Regions from separate parts of the Ovis aries genome. Here region 1 is linked to region 2. The links are chromatin contacts, called in public Hi-C maps. All regions are on one chromosome and are shown on one strand. Each heading gives the region's core, a stretch centred on a gene start, on an enhancer-like site or on the middle of the called end of the contact. The rest is flanking DNA. Distances are from core to core; before and after follow the strand shown. Region 1 has its middle 79 kb from the start of DYRK2. Region 2 holds the start of DYRK2 (dual specificity tyrosine phosphorylation regulated kinase 2).

Region 1 (5,123 bases), core at 32-2,531, 78 kb after region 2:
CTGAACTGAACCTGTCTTTGCAATATGACATGGCAATTGTCTTCTGAAGAGGAGTTTCTGGTCAGTCATAGTCTCCATCCCTTTTTCTTTGTTAAGTGTGAAATCTGATGAACATTCTTGGGGTCACTATGACACTTGCCCCAATATCCTATCACAGACTTTTCTATATGGGGCAGAAGAAGCTTCATAGCTCTTATTGGGCTCAACTTGGTTGTGTTTCTGGTCCTGTCATGCTGGGACCTTCCACAAAGCATCTTCAGCATGTCACACAGAGTTCTGTGGCTGAACACAGATCACCAGGAGTATGCTCTTTGAAAAAAAGGAGAGACAGAACTGCTTCACATAGCTGCTCAACTCAACTCTAAAGCCTCAGAAGGTCAAGGTCAAGGTCATATGGTGTATTCCCTCTGCTCTATAAGAGGCTGAGATGGGCCTGTCAACGTAGAGGATGCTTGACAGTTCTGGTTGAAGGGAGATGCCCAAGACCCTTCTGCCATTTATCTATCCATCACTTGGGGCCTTTTGAGTCTCAGTACTCAACAGCATCACTGACTTCCTCATGGACCACCTCACACACCAGCTGAGAAATAAATCTAAAGCTGAGATTCTTAACATGTTGGAGAATCTCAGAATTTTGCCTCAATGGACCATGTGTATGCTTAATCACTCAGTCATGTCAGACTTTTTGTGACCCCATGGACTGTAGCCCACCTTGTTCCTCTGTCCATAGAATTTTCCAGGCAAGAATACTGGAATGAGTAGCCATTTCCTACTCCAGGGGATCTTCCTGATCCACGTCCCTTGCATTTTCTGCATTGGCAGGTGGATTCTATATCACTGTGCCACCTGGGAAGCCCAAAGACCATAAACAGTTAAATTTAATTATTCTGTTGCACTAAATTGGTCCCAATGGGTCCCCATTAACTATCACAATTGGCAAAAAACCCCAAAACCAAAATAGAGAATGGTGGGACCTTCAAAATATACACGTTCCCTTTTCCTCTTCACCAGTGGAGTTTTTTTTCCTTTAAGATTATAGTAACAAATTGTTCTTGGAAAAAGGCATTGTACCCCCAGTGCTGGAGGATTTGTTGTCTACTCAGCAATAATTTTTGATTGGGTTGCTTGCTTTTTTGTTATTATTGCAACTCTTATTTTTTATTAACTGAAGACTCCACTGTGCCCATCAAAACCAGAGAGGCAGCTCTTTTCCACTGCAGAGCAGCAGGGACCCGTGAGCACTTATGTGCTAGTAAATGTTTAACAACAGACTCTCCAGGAGGTAAACAAAGCCCTGATTCTTGGCATGTGCCCATTTCCGTAAAGTAAATACTTACCCTGGCTGATTTTAAACTACCAATGTGACAGGACTGAACGCAGAGCTGGAAAGGTAGGAAAGCAGCTCTCAGGGGCTGGTACAAACGGACCCCAGGACACCACTGCCTGGGTGGACATTTCAGAAACAGAGAAGACGGACAGACAAGAATCAGTAGCTGGAGTACAAGAGTACAATGAACACGAGGTCACAGGGGCCAACTTCTGCAGGTCCTGGAGCAACTTTTTGCAAGAGGCCGCCATCTCCAGGCATCCTGAGAGGTCACCACCCCAGCTCCATGGGCGCTGGCTGGGATGGGATCTACAGTGAAGAGCTGATAGAAATTTCAATGTGCTTTATCATGCTTATTTATTCTTTTTGGAAATGTGTTAGTTGCGCAGATGACTCTTTGTGATCCCATGGAGTGTAGCCTGCCAGGCTGCTCTGTCCGTGGAATTCTCCAGGCAAGAATACTAAAGAGGGTTGCCATTCCCTTCTCCAGGGGATCTTCCCGACCCAGGGATCAAACAGGGTCTCCTGCATTTACCATTTGAGCCACCATGGGATCCTGGAGATCTGATAAGGACTCAGATAGTCAATGAGGCTCAGATGCACTTTGAGTAAAGTTCAAAGCTGAACCCCTCCTCCCCTCCCCCACACCCCACCCCCACCCCAGACCCACAACAACAACCTGGAAGCTCCTCTTGCCCTAGCAACAGAGATATGCCCAGAAGCTGCACACACAGGGGGTCCTCTTGAACACGTACCGAAGGAATAAAGCCACTCTGCTGTGACTGGCAGGTGGCCAAGCCTTCACCAGCGGAAGAGAGGGAGAGGGGCTGGTGGTCGGTCACAGTTCTAGTTATCTTACTCAGAAGCATCCTGGAGCGAGGGGGGCATTTAGTGGATAATGAGGGCACAAATGGGTTCGTAAACAGAGGAAAGTTTAGACTTGTTACCAGGAATGGTTAAATCAGCCAGGTCCTTGAATTTTGCCTCCTTTTCCTTACCAGTTGGGAGAAAAATGTGAGTGGGCACAGAGGTAGTAGGAGAAAAACAAAGAAACTCTTTTTTATCATAAAACAAACAAAAGGCTGTGTTTCATGTGCGTAAAACTGAAGCCCCTTCCCTTGACAGGCAAATATGGGACCACCTTATCCCATCCAAGCCCCTGCTGTTGATTCTGCTCTGGATGCGATCAGAGCATTCAGGCAGGTTGTACACATGCCGAGAGATTTGTCTTCACAGAGACTGGTACACAGATGTTTATGGTAGATTTATTTAGATTAATAATAGCCAGAAGGTGGAAAAACCCAAATATCCATCAACTGATGAAAGGAAAACAAAATGGGGTATATCCGGACAATGGAATGTTATTTGGCTCTAAAAAGAAAAGAAGATCTGCCATAGGCCATAAGATGGGTGCATCTTGAAGACATTATGCTAAAAGAAAGAAGCCAGTCACAAAGGACCATGTATGATCACACATGATTTCATTCTAGTGAAATGCCATGTATGATCATATATGATTTTATTCACACAAAATGCCCAGAGCAGGGAAATCTATGAGACATAAAGTAGATTCATGACTGCCTACAAATGAGGGCAAGAGAAGGGGCGAATATAGGAAGACTGATAAAGGATTTTGTGTTTCTTTTTGAGAAATGTTCTAAAATTGACTGTGTTGATGGTTGCACATATCTGTGAATATACTAAAAATCACTGAATCATACACTTTAGATGGGTGCATCGTATGGTATGTAAATCATATCTTAATAAAGCTGTTTTATATAAAGCTGAGGGGAGCTGATCAGAGTATTCAGAGAGCCAGACGTGCTGTATGGTGGGAATAGGGCCTCTTGGGATACAGAAGCAAAACTCGTAGAACACACTTAAAGAAAGAGATCAAATATCAACAGAGCTGTGCAGCCACTATCCCTCCAGCTACCCACTCACACACCCAGGAGTTATCCTGGACTCTCCCTTTCTCCCTGGTCCTCACCTAGTCTGTGCACATGTGTCTATGGGAGGAGGGCAGTGTGTGTTAGTTGCTCAGTGCTCTTTGTGACCCGATGGACTGTAGCCTATCTGTCCATGGGATTCTCCAGGCAAGAATACTGGAGTGGGTTGCCATTCCCTTCTCCAGGGGATCTTCCTGACTCAGGGATCAAACCGAGGTCTCCTGCCATTGTAGGCAGATTCTTTACCATTTGAGCCACCAGGGAAGCTCTCTCCACTTCTTTCCATCTCCACCGCAAACTCTGGGTCCAAGCAATCCTCTGAGAACCCCAGCAGCCTCCTAACCACCTCCCTGTGTTCAATCCTGCCCTCCTGCCTTACTCTTCCTCTTGCAGCTGGAGTAAACTTCCTGAAACTCAGATGTGACCCATTCACAATCCCCAAGGACTTCCCATTGTTCTTAGGAAAAAGGACAACTCTTCAAGCTTGCCGGCAAAGTTCTGCCTCATCTAGCCCCTGCCTCAGCTTGCCAGCCACAGCTTTCCAGAGGCCTTTGCTTTCACTGCTCCAGCCACACTGGTTTCCCTCCAGAGAACAATGCTTCTCTATTCCACAGGGCCTTTGCATGTGCTGTTCCCTTGGGCAGAAAAGCCAGTCTTTAACACTTCATTGTTCAGTGGCTCAGTCGTGTCCGACTCTTTGCAACCCCATGGAATGCAGCACTCTAGGCTTCCCTGTCCTTCACCATCTCCCAGAGTTTTCTCAAACTCACGTCCACTGAGTCAGTGATGCCATCCAACCATCTCAACTTCTGTCACCCCTTCTCCTCCTGCCTTCAATCTTTCCAGCATCAAGGTCTTTTCCAGGGAGTCAACTCTTCACATCAGGTGGCCAAAGTATTGGAGCTTTAGCTTCAGCATCAGTCCTTCCAGTGAATATTCAGGGTTGATTTCCTTCAGGACTGACTGATTTGATCTCCTTGCTGTTCAAAGGACTCTCCAGCACTTCACCTGGATCCTTTATATCCTTCACTTAGCTCCAGTGTCACTCCCAGAGGTTTCGTGACCAGTTATCAGAAGTAGCTATGTTCCCTCCCCCATACTACTCTCTGTCACAGTAATCTGTGACCTCTCTTTCTAACATTATCACAATGTGTCATTGTTAGATGATGCATTAAGTCTCTACGGAAATGCAATACTCCTTGCCTTGTCCCAAACTACGTCGTCTCTCCCACACGGCCACTGCCACACAGAATAAATTCTCACACTAAATTGAAGGAATGTGAAATTCATTTTTAACCTCTACGCTTCACTTTCCCTTTTCACTTTCATGCATTGGAGAAGGAAATGGCAACCCACTCAAGTGTTCTTGCCTGGAGAATCCCAGGGACGGCGGAGCCGCCTTTGGGGTCGCACAGAGTCGGACACGACTGAAGCGACTGAGCAGCAGCCGCAGCAGCTCCTATCTCCTGTGTGCTCTTTCGCCTCTGCGAGGCTCTCTATCTCTTTGCCATTCTGGGGCTTCAAGGCATATCCCTCCGCCAGTCGGACCCATGCACAGTGATCTTCCTTCTGCCTTCTGCCCCTCGCTGATCCGTGTTGCCACTGACCTCAACTAAAATCAAAAGGAGAAGTGCATATCTAACCTAATTAACTGACATAGAAGTGAGAGTGTGGTTAGGTCCTTGAACAATGTTTCCAGAACAGTACCTATGGGATAAGCGCTCAAGCAGAGTAGGCAGAGAATGTGAGGGGCAGGCCCAAGAAACTAGCTAGCCAGACTCTTCAAGGAAAACTGTCCTTAACTAGCCAGGCTTGTCACCATTTCTTTCCTTCCTTTACGCCTGAAC
Region 2 (5,243 bases), core at 607-3,106:
CTGGGAAGCAAAGCTGGCCTTTTCCTTCTGAATACCCAACTGCAGAAACCTACAGGGGTGGCTTGTTTTGACTGCAGCTGCGGCTCTTATTTTTGTTAATGTTAATTACAATTTCTGCTATGCTCAAACCTGTAGCACTCATAAAACATGCTTCCACACGCGGGGGACAACTGGCGGTGCTCCCTGCTGGCTGAGGCCAGGCCTGCGAGGCTCTTTGGGGGATCTATTTTCCGGGCAGGACAGCCAGGCTGACCCTAACACAGATCTATTTCTATAAATATCCACTACCCAACTTGGTGGCGGAGGGGGAGGGATGTTTATCGGGTCTGGGAAAGGAGCTCAAGGAAGCAAGGACCGGGGAAAAAAAAGAGGGGAAAGAGAGCCGGAGGAAGTTCGAAGCAAGAGGAGCGCAGGGGTGGGCGGGCTCCGGAGGGGAAGTGAGGGGCCCGTGCCACGAATCCTCCTTTGTGGCTGCAGCTTTAGGCTCGCCCAAGTTCCAGAGGGCGGCGTCCCGGAAAGGCCACTGGCCAGGGCCGTGGAGACACTCGCACTTCGACCTCTCTCCCCTCTCCCGGCTGCAGAAGCTCCCAAGTCCGGGTGCTGGTGCCCCGGGCCCCTCTCCCGCCCCTCGTCCCCATCCCAGCCGCCCACGGGCTGGGTCTCACCGTGTGGGCTGCGGTGGCAGCGTTGCTGGCTCGGAGAGGCGGCAGGGCGATGGGGGAGGGCGGGCCGGTCCCCACTCCGCTCCGGGGGGCCCCCGCACCAAGCCCCGGGGAAGCCTGAAGCTGGCGGACGGCGCTGTCCCCTCCTCGGCCTGGCAGCCACGCGCGGGAGGAGACAAAAGAGGGTCAAGGGGGAGAAAGTCACTGGGACCCCGTGGCCCCGCCCCGCCCCACCCCACCCCTCCAGGCTGCGGAGCCCGCTCTCCCCCGGGGCCGAGCCAGGGACCTTGAGTGCGAGCGCCCCAGGAGCGGCGGGAGGCCTGGGACGCAGAAACCCGGCGCGCCCACGGGCGGGGCTCCGGCGGCTGCAAAGTTAAGTAGGGCTCCCCGCGCGCGAGCGAGTTCGCGACCCCGCCAGGGAGCCGGGCTGAGCCGGGCCGGCGGTCCACTCTGCGGGCGTCCGTAGGCCCGGAGCGGGACTGGACTGCCGACCCGGGCGCCGCCGCATCGCCGAGCCCCAGACTGGGGAGGTCAGGAACGGCTCCAGTCCAGCCGGAGGGCTCCGCTCCGAGGAGCCTCGGGGCCCGCGTGTTAACAATGAGCTGAGGCGAGGGCGCGCCGTCCACCCGGGGAACCCCGCGCCGCCCAGTCACGGCGCAGACTTTGTTCGAGGTCCTGCTGGCAGCGGGCGCCGGCGCCACGAGGGCTGGCCCGGGGGCCGGCGGGGGCAGCGGGGCCCGGGCCTCCTTACCGGTCGGGTAGGCGGCGGGAGCGGCGGCCGAAGGTTTCCTGGTTAACATGGCCGCTGGAGAAGAAAATGCATCTCAAGGCTGCCGTCTCCGCCGCCGCCGCCGCCCGTCCTGCTGCTACTTCTCGCGGCCGCCACCGCGGCCGCCCCCTGGTTGCCCCTTTGGCGGATCTCCGGCGCCTCCTCGCCGCCTCGCGTCAGCTACAGTCAGACACACACAGTCCGCTGCATCCCCTCGGCCCGGGCCCGCCGCCGCGAGCCCCCCGCTCTCCTCGCCGCCGCCGCCGTCCTCCTCTTCCTCGGGCGGCCTCAGCACCCTCCGGCCCGTGCACATGCCTCGCCCTCCCCGGCGCGCCGCGGGCCTCCCCGATTCCCTCGCATAGGGCGCGGGGGAGCGGCGGGCTGCGCCGCCTGGGCCGACTCGCTCGGGAGCCTCCTCCCGGGCCCGCGCAGGCGCGCCCCCGCGCACACTCGCCGGGAGCCCGCGCGCCGCACGGCCCAGGAGGGCAGCCCCGCCCCCGCTCCCTCCGCCGCCGGGCAGGCCCCGCCCCCGGGCTCCCCCACCGCCGCCGCCGCGCCACTCGCTCCCGCGTCCACCCCTCCCCCACCCAGCCGCCCACCGAAGTCCCTCCCCGCTCGCCCCCGCCCCCAGTCTTCGGCGTAGACACCCCTCCACTCCCCGGAAAACTCCGCAGCCTCCGCTCGCCCTTCGCCTCCCCCTCCGGCCATCTGCATTGCTCCCCTCGGCGCCTCAGCTAACGACCTTCTGCCCTCCCCGGCCTCGTCCTCTCCCCGCCCAGCGCAACCCACCACCGCTTCCCTCCCACCGAAATCACTGCAGAAAACCCCCCTCCCCTTCCGAGCGCTTTCCCCAAACACGTATGCATTTTCAGCTTGCCGAACCTAATGGCTGCTCGCAGACAATACTGCCCGCCCCCCTCCCCGCCTTCCGGGTCCCAGTGGCTTAACCACCCCATCGCCCCATCTGATCGTGAAAATAACTTAGTTGTGCGAGGGTCACCTGGCTAAGGTAAGTCTAGCCCCTCTGGAGAGCCGAGCCTTAGCCTGGTGACCCAGAACGTGGGCCAAGGAGGGGGCTGCCCTCCCGCTTCCACCTCCACCTCCACCGCACATACTCCCTCCCGGGTTTACTGACACCAAATGACCGCTCTCCAGTCGCTAGGACGAGGGGAGGCAGCGAGGCGCGTGTGGACGGCTGCCGGGGAAGCAGCTGGCTGTGGGTTGCTAGGCAAAAATAAACATCAGAGACACCTCCCATTTCCTTAACAACTCCGAGCCTTTCCCTGCTCGGCCACTGGGAGAGACACACCTTCCCAAACGATACCTTCAGTTCCTCTCCTCCAGAGACACAAAGTCTCTTTCCCTTTCCCATCCAAGACACGTGGAGAATTTCCCTTTTTATTTTGCCATATACAGCCTCTCTTTCCCTTGCAGACGGGAAAACTGCTTGCCCTTCTCACACCCGCCTCGTGTCGTCTGTGGCACAGGTCTTTGTGCAAAGGTCACAGGTTTTGTTACTTCAGCGGGAGGGGAGACGGGAAGCGGGAAGCTTGTCTTGCGCTTTCTTCCTAAGATATGCCTGGTTTCTGAAGTTCTCCTGGGGGCCTGGGTCCGTTAAGTCTGTCCTGGGACTCTGCGGCCGCTGGCCAGATCAAGTGTGCAGGCCTGAGCTAGTGCAGATTCAAATCAGAATGGGGACCCATTCCCTCTACTGTTTGCAAATTGTCATAGCAACCTGTCAGCAACATCACTCTCAGCTTTATGCAAATGCCCCCAAATGGGTGTTTCAAAGTTACAGTGTGACCCTCTCAGAGTCTTCAGGGATCCCACAGGAGGCAGCAAGGATTGAGGGCACTGGCAGAGAGAACAGGTGGCAAAGCATAAAATTGTGACTGGTAATATGTACCTCAAACGGGTCCTCTCTGTGCCTTCTCTTAATAAACCAGAACCACACTGAAACAGTCAACCCAATAATAAGCCTTTACAAAGGAAGATCTGGTCCTGATCTGGTCCCAGAAGAGCATAGTCCCCTTTGCTTGTCATCACAGGCTATCACACTCAGATTTGCCTGGGGAAACATATTCAGTATTCTCAATGAAAAGGGATTCCTTAGTAGCAGAGTTGAAGCTAGAACTCATTTTCTGAGTCCCTCTAATCTAACCCTGTGCTGTGTTACACTACCTTGGCTTTTTAAGAAACCTCACACCTCTTTTCCTTCCTTCCCTTTCAAAATAATTATTTTCATACTTTTTCCTTTTCTTAGTGAGCCTTCCATACAACTGATGTTCAAATGAAAAATGTGAAGCCAAAAATTCAATTTTGATATAATGTGACACTGTTATTTTACTCAAATAATTATTATACTTCAACAGAAGCTAACTATTCTGCTTTTTCATGAATAAGAAAAGCAATAACTGCTAGATGTCATAGTTTGTGGAATCCATGTTAATAATATTAATTTCCACATTAAACATGAGGAAAAGGAACACTGTTTTTCCAGCGAAGGAAAATCACACACACAATGAATCATTAACTTTGATCAAAGGAAAACTGTATGTTTAGAGAACTTTTCCTAGTGTATTGCTTCATGACATGACAAGTGCAATTTCCATTTTTTAATTTTTTGCTTTCTTAAGGAAAATTTGCAATTAGTCTAGTATCTTTCACTATTTTAATTATAAATGCTATATCTTTCAAATCAAAGACTTAAAAATCATATTCTTATTGACCTCTGAATTACTATTTACAATTGCTGGGACTTCTCTCATTCTATTTATTATTGATGGTTCCAACCTGTATTAATGGCAAATATAGACATATGAACAAATGCACTGCCCGAGCTTTCAAGGAGAATGAACTAGGTGAATTCTAGGATTTACTCTCAAACTTTATTATTCTAATGCATCATTACTACTTATACTATATTAATCTCTGTATAGAACCCTTTCACAAATACTATCATGTTTAATCATCACAACTTATAACTAGACCAGAGTTGTATTGATGATAATAGTAACCAGGACACCAGGGGCTCCACTCAGTTAGTAAGACTCTGTTGTTTGGTTCTTGCCCATTGTAAAAACATCATCTGCTCTGAATGTTTACAAAATCCAGATTGAAATAACAGATAGGCAGGGTGAGCAAGAAAGAAACTTTGGGGAATTCAGCCTGGTGTCTTGTAGAAGGGAGTTGATTCTTCACTAGGAAAACTGCTGATCACAGAGAAAATTGGAAATATACAAGAACATTGCTGGTTTCAAAACTTATTCACTCACTTAATATCTTTATCCCAGAAACATGTACAAAGAATTTAGTATGTGCTGAGCCTAGAGGACAGGATGAATCATCAGACGTAGTGGGAAAGGCTTCAGCCAGGCAATCTGTTAGGACCTCAGTTCTTTTATTCAATGAAGCAATAAGCAGTAAGCACCTAACATATTCTTGACACTATTGATACTGGAGCTGTACATTTAAATAAAGAGTCCTTGGCTCTGGCCATGGATATTAATAATCACAATCCAGTAGGGGAGATGAGATACTTAATGATGCGATGGGACAGAAATCAAGGCAGGCAGGAGGCACAGTGGTGGTCCATGGGAAGGAATCATGACTTCAGCTTAAGTGGTGACTGGCCTCAAAAGTGCTGTGATGTTAAAGGTGCTTGGGAGGTTGGCAGTCAGACAAGCCAGGCTAGGACATTCTAGGCAGAAGAATAGGATGTGCAGTGGCACCAAATAGAAGAAAACATAGTGTCCTTTGGGAGAAGTGTAAACAGTTCAAAATAGAGGAAGCTGGAAGTGACAGGGAGGGAG

Evidence for each region. Hi-C and Micro-C count contacts between places; a contact is called where the count stands out from the background.
Region 1: a contact with region 2 is called in a Hi-C map of liver, with 2.8 times the contacts expected there. The contact joins the enhancer-like site here to the promoter of DYRK2 in region 2. A contact is called at or near these places in 2 of 16 Hi-C or Micro-C datasets (both in liver).

What each region holds. Positions count from the first base shown.
Region 1 is chr3:152,376,565-152,381,687 of ARS-UI_Ramb_v3.0, forward strand. No RefSeq gene overlaps it. Among named protein-coding and RNA genes, the nearest start is that of DYRK2, 79 kb to the left of the region's middle. Within about 2 kb of position 1,282, at least 11 of the 54 cell types and tissues checked have an H3K27ac peak or open chromatin away from gene starts, as enhancers often do. A contact at or near this core is called in liver, where this site is marked.
Region 2 is chr3:152,298,487-152,303,729 of ARS-UI_Ramb_v3.0, forward strand. It overlaps DYRK2 (dual specificity tyrosine phosphorylation regulated kinase 2), which reads right to left and starts at 1,857. Exons shown (of 2, transcript XM_027967475.2): 1 at 1,414-1,857.